Linked DNA regions of Mus musculus: region 2 is linked to region 1. A link is a contact called in public promoter capture Hi-C data. All regions are on one chromosome and are shown on one strand. Each heading gives the region's core, a stretch centred on a gene start, on an enhancer-like site or on the middle of the called end of the contact. The rest is flanking DNA. Distances are from core to core; before and after follow the strand shown. Region 1 holds the start of Ttc9b (tetratricopeptide repeat domain 9B). Region 2 holds the start of Zfp383 (zinc finger protein 383).

Region 1 (5,433 bases), core at 1,602-4,101:
CCAGAGAGCCCTGGGCCCCCCAGCGTGCAACCCACGTTGCTGGACATGGACATGGAGGGCCAGAGCCAGGACAATACAGTGCCCCTATGTGGGGTCTATGGCTCTCACTGAGACCTGCCCACCACCACCCGCCTGGGCAGCCATGAATGTAGCGCCCCAGGCCTGCCACAGCCCACCATTTGCCAAGGTGGGGGAGGCCCTGGGCAGGATACTCACTCTATTTATTGGGGAAGGGGGGAGGGGAGGACACTTAATTTATTCCTTTGTACCCCAGGTTGTGGAGCTCTGAGCCCAATCTGCTGTGGGGAGAGGGTGGGTGGGCAGGGATACTCAGGGACAGAATATTGTGGGGGATCTGGCACAAGGCGCAGCATTAAAGGTAAGCCCTGCCCCCTACCAAGCTTGGCTGTGTGTGCGTCCCCTGCCTGGGCCCTGATGCTGATTTACTCCACAGTGGGACACCCTTAAACCCTACATTTCCTCCCTGGGCCTCTGGGTGTCTGCAGAAGTGACAGCTAGGTATAGACCTGTCCTTCATCCCCACAATAAGACCACACAAAGGAGGCGCCAGTGGCAGCGGCTTTACCAGTAAACGCATGAGTCGGGGGAAGGTGCCCGGTGAGGTTGGTGGGACTAAGGTAGAGGCTGCCCCTTGGCCTCAGCCCACGACAGACATTCCGAGCTGGGCAGGTCAGGGGAAGGTGCCCAGTAGGGTTGGAGGGACTAAGGTAGAGGCTGCCCCTTGGCCTCAGCCCACGACATTCCGAGCTGGGCCTCCAGTGCCACCATCACTGTCTTCCCTCTGGAGGCTGCAACGGTTCATCTTCAGCTGAGTCAGCTGGATGTAGCGGAGAACATTGGTGTCTGCAGGGGAGGGACGGGAACATTATCTGGGTGTCCTGAGACAGCAGCCGATAGTTATGTCCTCAGGACAGTCAGCACCTCACTCCCGGCACCTCAGCTGTACCAGCCACCCAGAGAGATTTCACACCTCCTACCTCACACGTGTGGCAGCGGCAGCAGCCGCGCTCTGTCGCTCTGTCGGCAGAGGCTCCTCTCCCACCTCCACTCATCCCCAAGTGACAACTGTTCTCAGCAAACCACTTCACGGGAAAGCTAATCTTGCCTCCTTGCTCCCACAGCCCTACATCTAGCTCCTGCTGTGTCCCCTCCCCATGGGGTTGTGTCATGTCTACACACACATGGACACATGAGTACCCTGACTGCTCTTCCCGAGGGCAGAGAACAAGCATTACAAGCAGATGAGTGGAGGGCCATAGGTGACAGAGGAGCTGAGTGTGACCAGGAGGGAGTGAAGGAATATGGGTGTGGGGGGAGAAATATTCAAGGCCATCGTCGGTGAGTGGATAGGGACACGGATGGGCTAAAGCATTGGGGATGTAGCCTAGTTGGTAGAGTGCTTGCCTTGCATGCATGAGGCCCTAGGTTCAATTCCCAATGAAGAGAGTTGGTTGGGGAAATGCCAGAGGAACAAGGTGAGTATACCTTTGGGGACGGTGGATGGGTGCTGGATGAGTGTATGAGGAATCTTAGGTAGCTAGAGAGAGCTTGTCTGGAGCTGGTAACAGCACTTCCCTGGGGTGGCTTGGCTCTGCCCTGGTCCTCCCGCCTAGGTTTCCTCTGTTCTAACCCCCTGCCCAGCCCAGCCCTGCCACTCACCTGTGGGCTCTCGGCTGCGGGCCTCCTGTAGGTAGCGCAGCGCACGTGCATAATCACCCAAGTGGTAGAAGGCAATGCCGGCACGATAGGTGGCCTTGAAGTTGCCCTGCTGTTTCTCCAGCACCTTGAGACAGTACTCACGCACCCGCTCATAGTTCACCAGCTCCGACTGCAGGAGGCAAGCTGTGGGATGCAGAGACCCTGTAGTCTCAGACACAGCCTGCATCCCCTAGGATTCACATGACCTCAAATAACCTGACCTCTTCCCCTGGGCATATGGGATTGCTCTGGCCACCAGGAGACACTAATCAGCTAACCTGTTAGTATAAGAGCTATCTGCGCCGCCGCTAGAGGGCGCAGGACAGACAAGTCTGAAGCAATTAGCTGGAGGTTTTCCCAAGTAATTATAGAGGGAGGGTCCAAGAACGAAATAGCCGGTGCAGGGTAAGCCTTTCTAACCTTGGCTCATGCGTGGCAGACCGGGGGAAAGAATGAGTCAGGGAAGTGGGGCTTAGAAGACCAAGTCCAGAGCCCGTTTCATTATTCAAGCCCCTGCTTACTCCATCCAAGAAGCCCTATTCATCTACTCCCAACTCTCTTCCTCAGCAAGTTTTGTAGTCTTCCCCGCCAGACCACAGCCCTGACTCCTTCAGCTTCCAGCCACCACAGGCTCTATAGCCTCCTGATTACCCCCTCACTACCCACCCGTTTCACCCGAGTCCTCTGCGCCCCCCGACGGCCCCGTACCAGTGAGGGAGTCGTAACATTCAACCTCTGTGTTCTCCACCAGGCGCCGCTGCTCCTCGCTGAGGCGGGCGGGCCCCGGGCTGGTGGTGGGTCCCGGGGAGGGGGTGGGCAGACCGCCAGGGCGGGCCCCTTGAGCCGCCTTCAGCTGCAGCAGTGCCCGGTGGTACTTGCCAATGGCTTCTCGGAACTTCTTCTCTCGGTAGCAACGCTGACCCTCCGCCTTGAACGCCACGGCAGCCCGCAGGCTGCTGTCGAGCGCCGCAGCCAGGCCCCCAGACGGCTCTGGGGCAGGACCCGACCGAGCAGAGCCATGGCGAGGCGCTGAGCCGGGGCCCGGCGGGGAAAGGGCGGGAGGCGGGCGCGGTGGAGGCTCCGGGGCAGCGCTGAGCATCAGCACCGGGGACAGCGCGCCGCGCTGCATTGTGGGAAACTCCTGCGGCCGCCGCTGCAGCTACCGCATCGCCCCCCGCGGGGCCGGTCCCCACCCTTTCTCCGCCCCCACATCTCTGGCTGCCGTCTCCGGCTGCCCCCTATGGGTCTAGAAAAACCCCTCCAAACTCCCCCTCGCTCACCCTCAAACCAGCCTGGGTCTAGTTGTTCTGGCGCCTCTCCCTTGTCCCCACAGTCCTTACCCTCCCACCCGACTGCATGTTCTCCCGGAGATTTCTAGAAGAAAAAGGCTGAGCGGGCAGACATCAGTTTTGTGGAAAGCTGGTTTTCAGCCCACTAGTCATTTGGCATGTTGGATAAGAATACAGGATTGGGAGTCAAGCTGCCCGGCTTCAGACACTGGTTTCTCATTACTCTATGATTTGGACAATCCCCTCAAATTACCTATTGTACTATAGTGCGGGACAATAGTACATACGTTGGAATCGATTCTTTATGTAATAAACAAATAGCCATTGCTCAATTTCTGTTCAGGGGGAGGGGGTTGATGGGCCAATGTAAAAACAAACAACAACAACAGAAGTCAAGTGGGGTAGCACCTGCCTGTAGTCACACTCGGACATCTGAGGCAGGAGAGTGGAAAGAAGTTTGAAGCTAATCTGGTGCTAACGAGGAAATTCCAGATCAGCCATGAACTACAAAGAAAAGGTAGGTGTGGGAGATTAAGGAGAAGGGAGGGAAAAGGAGAGAGAAAGAATTATTTAGATAGAGCCACATCTCCTAGGTTCACAGCCTAGTGGAGAGACAGACCTGTAACAGCCCAAAGTGGCTGATCCTGGGAAGCGCAGGAGGAGAGCCATGGCTAGCATGGAGAAGTCAGAGGAGGCATTTGCTCTAGGTTGAAGTGTGACTGGGGACTTCCTGGAGGAAAGGCAACTCTGCAACCTAGCCATTCTGTCCCTTGCCTTCCATTTCCAGAAAAGCCAGTGGGGAGGTGACAAGGGTCCCCACTGACAGCCCAGGACCACCAGTACAATAAGGACAACCAAGAAAATGCGGCTGCGGCTGCGCTGTGGTGGCACTCCCCTGCAATCCCTGCACTTAGGAGGCAGAAGCAGCAGAACTCTATGGTTTCCGGGCCAGCCAGAGCTACACCTGACTCAAAAAAGAGGGGGAAAAGGAAAGAAATTCGTTCATTATGGGCCAGCAACATAGCAGTAGCCACCACGTGAGTTCCATCTGTGGAACCAGCCTCTCAAAGTGGTTATCTGACCCCTTCCTACATATACCTGCACACACACACACAAACTCACGCACATACACACACACGCGCGCGCACACGCGCACACACACATACACACACGCACGCACACACACATGCACACACACGCGCACACACACATGCACACTCACATGCACACTCACATGCACACACATGCACACGCACGCACACATGCACACACACATGCACACACACACACACACACACAAGCATGCACATGCACACAAACAAAGAGTGTAAATTTTAAATCCTCTTAGAATTTCTTTTCAAGATACTCATATGCAGGCAAAAAAGAAACAAACAAAACCACAACAACAAAAGGGTGGGGGGAGCTGGAGAGATGGCTCAGTGGTTAAGAGCACTGACTGCTCTTCCAGAGGTCCTGAGTTCAATTCCCAGCAACATGGTGGCTCACAACCATCTGCAATGGGGATCCGATGCCCCCTTTGGGTGTGTCTGAAGACAGCTACAGTGTACTCACATACATGAAATAAATAAATCTTTAAAAAAAAACCAAACCGGCCGGGCGTGGTGGCACACGCCTTTGATCCCAGCACTCGGGAGGCAGAGGCAGGCGGATTTCTGAGTTCGAGGCCAGCCTGGTCTACAAAGTGAGTTCCAGGACAGCCAGGGCTATACAGAGAAACCCTGTCTCGAAAAACCAAAAAAAAAAAAAAAAACAAACCCCAAACCCCAACCTCACCTTGCACTTCAGATCTCCGTCTCTCCTTTTCCAATGCTGGCATTAGGTACATATGCCCATGCTTGGAGTTTATGCAGCACTAGAGATCTGATTCAAGGCTTTGTGTACCAACTACATTCCAGCCCTCAAATAGGAGAGACTTCCCCAGGCTGATGACCTGCACAGGCCTGCATGTGTGTGTGTTGGGTTTCTACCATCAATTAAAAGGATCAAGTTAAGGGTTGAAGAAAGGGCTCAGGGTTAGCTCCTGCTGAGTTTCCAAAGCAACTGAGTCCAGTTCCTAGAACCCCCGTGGTGACTGACAACCTCGTGTAACTTCAGTCCTAGGGAATCCAATGCTCTCTTCTGGCCTCAGAGAGGACCTGCATTTACATAATGCACACAAACTCACTCAGACACACAAGAATAAATAAATCTTTTATAACATTGAATTATCCGAGAGTGTGACGCACACTTGTAACCCCAGAACCCAAGGAGCGAAGACAGGAAAACGGAATTTGAGGCCAGCCGGGGCTACTTAGCAAGACCCTATATTATGTATATATGATGTATGCTTACATACAAATGTATTAGTGTTTATGGAATCATAGATCTTCAATCAGTTTTACAAAATTTGCAAAGCTGACAAACC
Region 2 (5,433 bases), core at 1,928-4,427, 2.3 Mb before region 1:
CACTGCCTGGCTTGGATTTTTAAAAGAAGATTCAAACCCTTGTACAGAACTTGGCATGGTGGCTTATACCAGTGACCCAGTACTAGGGAAGTGAAGCAGGAGACTCTAGAGAAGTGGTTCTAGATAACCAAGTAGTTCTGGATAATCAATTATCCCGCAGAGCAGATATTTACATTATGATTCATTACAGTAGCAAAGTTACATTCATGAAGGGCCAACAAAGTAATCTTATGGGTGGGGTCACCCCAACATGAGGAACTGCATTAAAGGGCTGCAGCATTAGGAAGGTTGCGAGCCACTGATTTAAAGCACGGAGTCAGCCTGGGTTACAGCGAGAGACCCTGCCTCAGAGCTAAACACAACCAACTACACAAAAAACTCAAAATGGGGGCTGAGTGCTTGCTCAGTGGTTAAGAGTGCTTCCTGCTGCTGCACAGGACCTGGGTCTGGATCCCAGCCTCCACACGGTAGCTCGCAACCTTCAGTATGTTCCAGTGACTCTAACACCCTCTCTTGGCCTCCACGGCATGTATGTGGTACTGCGCATACATGCATACATGCAGAAGTATAGTGACTCACACATGTAATTGCAGCTCAGAAGAATTAGAAGTATAAGGTCATGCTCAGCTACTTGCAGAGTCTGAGACCAGCCTGTCTCAAAAATCAAAAGAAAGCCAACAACAACCAAACCACACAACTGCCACGCATAGTTTTTCACTCCAAATATATGAAATGGTTAATGCTGTAAGATCCCACCCTTGAAAATGTCATGAAAAGGAAATTGATCAAACAGAGGTTATCCTTGTGTAGCAAAAATTTTAATTGGCTCTGTTTTCCAAGTTCTTTGAAATAACCATGTTATAGAAAGAAACAAAAACTGTAAGTTGTCTAATTCCTAAATTAACATGTGACCATTAAACAGAAGGAAGTCAGGGAGAACACAGGCCATGTGTCTATGTTGGAGTTTTCCATCATTTCCATGAATGGACAATTGGAAGAACCGGGTCACTTGATAAGTCTGTGTTAAGACATGGAGACAGCTACATAGTTTAAAGCTGTTGTTAAGTTTTGCTGGGACAGTGTCTCAGCTACTAACTTATCCTGACCTCCGCCATTCTGTTTCTCCAAGTGGTTCTTGCTAGCTGCTTCTATCTGTCCTGGGGGCCTTCTGATTCCATCTTTGTCTGCTGGCAACATTGCCAGCCTGGAAGTCCCACCCCCTTAATTCCTGCCAACTGCTCTTTATTATGCAAAAAGTCACATTCCTTATTCTACTAGCAGGCTGGGGAAAGTCGCCTTACTTTTAAAGGGAGGCATGGAAGTGACATTTACATGTCCTACTAGCCAGTTGTCACCAGCTCCAAATAATTGAAAAACAAGAACACACTTTTTTATAGCCAGAAAATACAGTATTTGTGGGTCATCCCAACAGAAACCCCAGTGTACCTTATTTTTGGCGTGGTCCACCGCCATTCCTCTTTTCTCCACTGGGTACCTCTGGAGGAGTGGAGCTGGGGGAAAAAATGAGTCATGAAGTCCTAAGTCTTTTAATAAAAGGCCACCCTGGATCCATACCTGTCACCCAGGGAGAAGTCTAGGTTCTCATGATAATGTCTAGAGTCAGAGAAGGAATGTAGCCTATGTTGTCCAATACTGGAATCTGTTCTTATCTCACTGGGGGTCTCTTAGGACAGAAAATTGGAGTCACTTGGGCAGTCAGAGGCACACCAAATCTACAAACCCACAGCTGCTGTCAGTCACCCACCATGGAACCACATATATCCTCACAAGCACACCCTACCCAAATGACAGCACAACAATGTATGGTTGGATAGTCACAGTCACACATCCATCCTGAGGATGAAATCACAACCACATTTATAGAACCCTTAAATACAACACCACATAAAACCACAGTGCTACAAACGGGCACAACAGGAGACTCACGGCGGAGTCACACAACAGTTATAATCACTTCCAGTTGCCCTCATGAAATTTTACACAATCAATACACAATACACATTCAACAGAACATAACAGCCCCTAAGACACACATACTGTCAGCTTGACAATTACATGCCATCTTCCAATTGTAGTGAGAATTCTGGAATTTTGGTTTCATTAAAAACCACAGGAATAATAAAAAAAAATTGAAAAAAAAACCCACAGAAATATTCTGAGAGTATGTCTCTGCTTTAATTCCAGGTGCGTGTGGGGTGCGTGTGGGAATATGGGGCTACCTCAAAGCAGCTCATTTACCTGTGCTCTAGCATAGGTATGGGTTTGCCAGTGGCAGATAGTTTCTGCAACTGTGTGGCATTTGAAATTTTGAGGACTTTTCAGAGGATACATAAATGCTAGGGTCCAGACAAGCAGGATTGGATTGGTGGTTGTTCAGGGAGTATGGTAAGGTTTGTTAGCAGTCATGATCAAAGAAGAAACAAATTAGAGTCAAGGATCTCTCTCTCTTTTTCTCTCTCTCCCCCATCTATTTTTCTTTCGCTCCTATCTAGCAGGAGGGTGGTGTTGTGTGTGTGTGTGTGGGGGGGGGGGGGGGGTATAAAGGGTCGGTGAATAAAGGAACCCACAAAGTAACAAAGATCAGCTACATCCAACCATGCTCATGGTATCACATAAAGTTACATAATCACACTCAAACATCCTCACAGTCACAGGTACCCAATACACATAGTATACAAACATACAGACAGTCCCCCTCTGATTAACACTCTTGGAAGCATAATTACTGGCTATCTGATATATCCCTCATACACAGGTGCTATACCGTTACACACAATAGGTCCAAACACATTGGGACACAATCACACACACTGCCACAAAGTTATTAATCACATATAATAAAGAAAACGTGCATACGTACACACACAGCTCTGCGCATGTTCACAGGTCATTGACACACCCACCAAAGAATCCTAAAAATCACAGCCACGCACTCACTGCGTCCTAGAGTCACTTAAGGTCACACTTAAACAGAGCCAAAGCCTCACTGCTGCTCATCCTGCTAGACCAGCTCCCACTGACCTGACATCTCAGATACTGACTGGTATTTCCCTTCAGACCCCAGGGCCGCAGCTTTGGAGCCTTAACAAGGGCCTATAGGCCGCTCGCCGTACACTTTCCCGTCCCCGGACGACGAGGGTCCCGCAGGCAAAAGAAGGGGCTGCCTAGCACTCGCGAACGCTTCTGGGAAATGTAGTCCGCGATTGGAACTGGCGGGGAAGATGGCATCCATTCTCGGATTTCCCGCCAGAGCACGGCCTGAGGCAGGCCGAGGAGCTCGTTCCGCATTTTCAATTTTGTGCGTGAAATTCCTAGACAGATATACAAACTCGGACAGAAACTCTTACAATGCATTGAGCCCCTTCCATGATAGGGGGCCAATCTCAGAGAATCACTGTATGTTTTTGGAGTAGGTTTGCACCGGAAGTTGTGTAGAGTCGCGTGTATTTCTGGGAAATGTAGTCTAAAAAAGGAACTGCGTGGCACTGGTCTCCTGGAACAAAGTTGTTGAAATGATTTCTGAGATACCACACCCTGAGTCTGGACATTTCTGGGCCTTGTAACTCACTGTAGGAATTTTCAGGATGACGACAGATTCTCCGTTTTACCCTTTTCTGTTGGCGAGGCTCAGCATAGGATTTATATGATCCATTTAGGTGGCATATAAAAAAAAAGAATGAATATTAGTTATTAAAATCTATCAGATTTAGGAAGAATTGTAAACGAGTGGTTGTTCCCGAATAGGTATAGGGTTCTGTTATAACGTAGTGAAAAAAATTCTCTTCGAATTTTTATTTATTTTGAGTCTGGGTCTCACTCTAGGCGGACTTGCAAGTCACTATGCAGACTTGGTTTGCACTAAACTCACGTAGATCAGTCTGTCTCTGTCTCACAAATGCTTGGACCAAAGGCAAGCTTCATCATACACTGGGTACACCGTTTTACTTTGGTGTTTATGGGACTCATTTCTATATAAATATTTCCTTTCTTAGCTGCACAATATTCTATTTTATGAGTTATGTGTATGAGTTTGTATATCTAGTCACACGTTTGTGGTTGTTACAGTAATCTCTAAATTAGTTGATTTTAATAAAGGAAATAGAAGCGTTTGTTTACAATTCTTCTCGCTCTCTCTCTGTCTTTTGAGACAGAGTGTAGCCCTTGGCTGTCCTGGAACTCACTCTGTGGACCAGGCTGGCCTCGAACTCAGAAATCTCTGCCTGCCTCTACCTCCCTAGTGCTGGGATTAAAGGAGTGTGCCACCATCGCTGGCTTGTTTTTCCTGTATTTGCCTGTAAAGGTCAGAAAGGGATGTTACATCACCTAGGGTTACAGACAGATTTGTGAGCTGGGAACAGAACTCCGGTCCTAGGCAGAGCAGTATAAGCAAGCATTGTTTGTTTGTTTGGTTTGGTTTTTTGAGACAGGGTTTCTCTTTATAGCCCTGGGTGTCCTAGAACTCACTTTGTAGACCAGGCTGGCCTCGAACTCAGAAATCCACCTGTCTCTGCCTCCCGAGTGTTGGGATTAAAGGCGTGCACCAGCACGCCCGGCCCTATTTCAGCTTGTAATGTCAGTCTTTTGAGCTTAATTAGATATTTAGAGGGTGAGCCATGGTATTAAATTAAGGCTTCATTTACACACTAAGGAGATTGCTATCCATTAATTATATTTTAATTTTACGTGCTTTTAATCACATGTTGGTGCCATCACGCCTAGCATTAAACTATTCTTTTTCTTACAGCTGCCTACTAGTTTACTTGAGGTGGTTAGAGTGGAGAATAACGGAAACGGATGGGCTTCACCCATGCATTCTTCTCTGTCCTTCCGACACCCTGACGTGAAGGGAGCTTCACGGCGGTATCTTCCAAGGGATTTATCCCAGATTCTACTTTATCTCCCAATGTGGTTTGTCTTGTTAAAGATTTTGACACTCTTCCAGTTGCTTCTGATACTGGTCTGATGCTCTTGGAGTTGCTGGTTTTTTTCTACCTTTTTCATGAATGGTTTTTTTTTTTTTTTTTACAAAGTGGATTGTACCACTTTGATTTGTCCCCTCATTTCCACATGGTTTCTCCCACAAGCCCTCTCAATTTTTTTTTTTTCTCCTCTGAATCCCCTGCACCGCATGGTTTCTTCCACAGAGAGCAGGTTATTCAGAGTGGCAACTAGGTTTCTCAGTGTTACAGAACTCATGACCCCGTGTCCAGAAGAACCTCCTCTTATCGGATGATGCTCGGACGTGGGCCACAGTGCTTGGGTCTACGTTCTTTATCTCATTCCGTGTAATCTGGCTGGATAGCTATTCCTCTGCTGTACGGAATGCGTAAATTTGAAAGATGGCGGCCTACGCGGCATCTCTGGGCACGACTATGTTAATCGATCCTCCTAAGGAATTGTGTACAAAGGATC

What was found. Promoter capture Hi-C pulls out the DNA fragments that hold promoters and counts their contacts.
Region 2: a promoter capture Hi-C map of liver shows a contact between it and region 1, with 7 times the contacts expected there. The contact joins the promoter of Zfp383 here to the promoter of Ttc9b in region 1. A contact is called at or near these places in 2 of 39 promoter capture datasets (both in liver) and 1 of 115 datasets of contacts at active chromatin or transcription factors (astrocytes).

Annotation. Positions count from the first base shown.
Region 1 is chr7:27,651,342-27,656,774 of GRCm38.p6, reverse strand. Ttc9b (tetratricopeptide repeat domain 9B) reads right to left here and starts at 2,851. Exons shown (of 3, transcript NM_028417.1): 1 at 2,428-2,851; 2 at 1,681-1,863; 3 at 568-864. The coding sequence starts at 2,848. The coding sequence ends at 749. Gm38973 (a long non-coding RNA gene) reads left to right here and starts at 2,543. Exons shown (of 3, transcript XR_881908.3): 1 at 2,543-3,525. It overlaps Map3k10 (mitogen-activated protein kinase kinase kinase 10), which reads left to right. Exons shown (of 10, transcript NM_001290528.1): 10 at 1-400. The coding sequence ends at 111.
Region 2 is chr7:29,906,261-29,911,693 of GRCm38.p6, reverse strand. It overlaps Zfp383 (zinc finger protein 383), which reads right to left and starts at 3,177. Exons shown (of 5, transcript NM_001243908.1): 1 at 3,043-3,177; 2 at 1,447-1,511. The coding sequence starts at 3,049. Mir7668 (microRNA 7668) reads right to left here and starts at 5,185; the gene lies at 5,127-5,185. It also overlaps a transcript of Zfp27 not described here.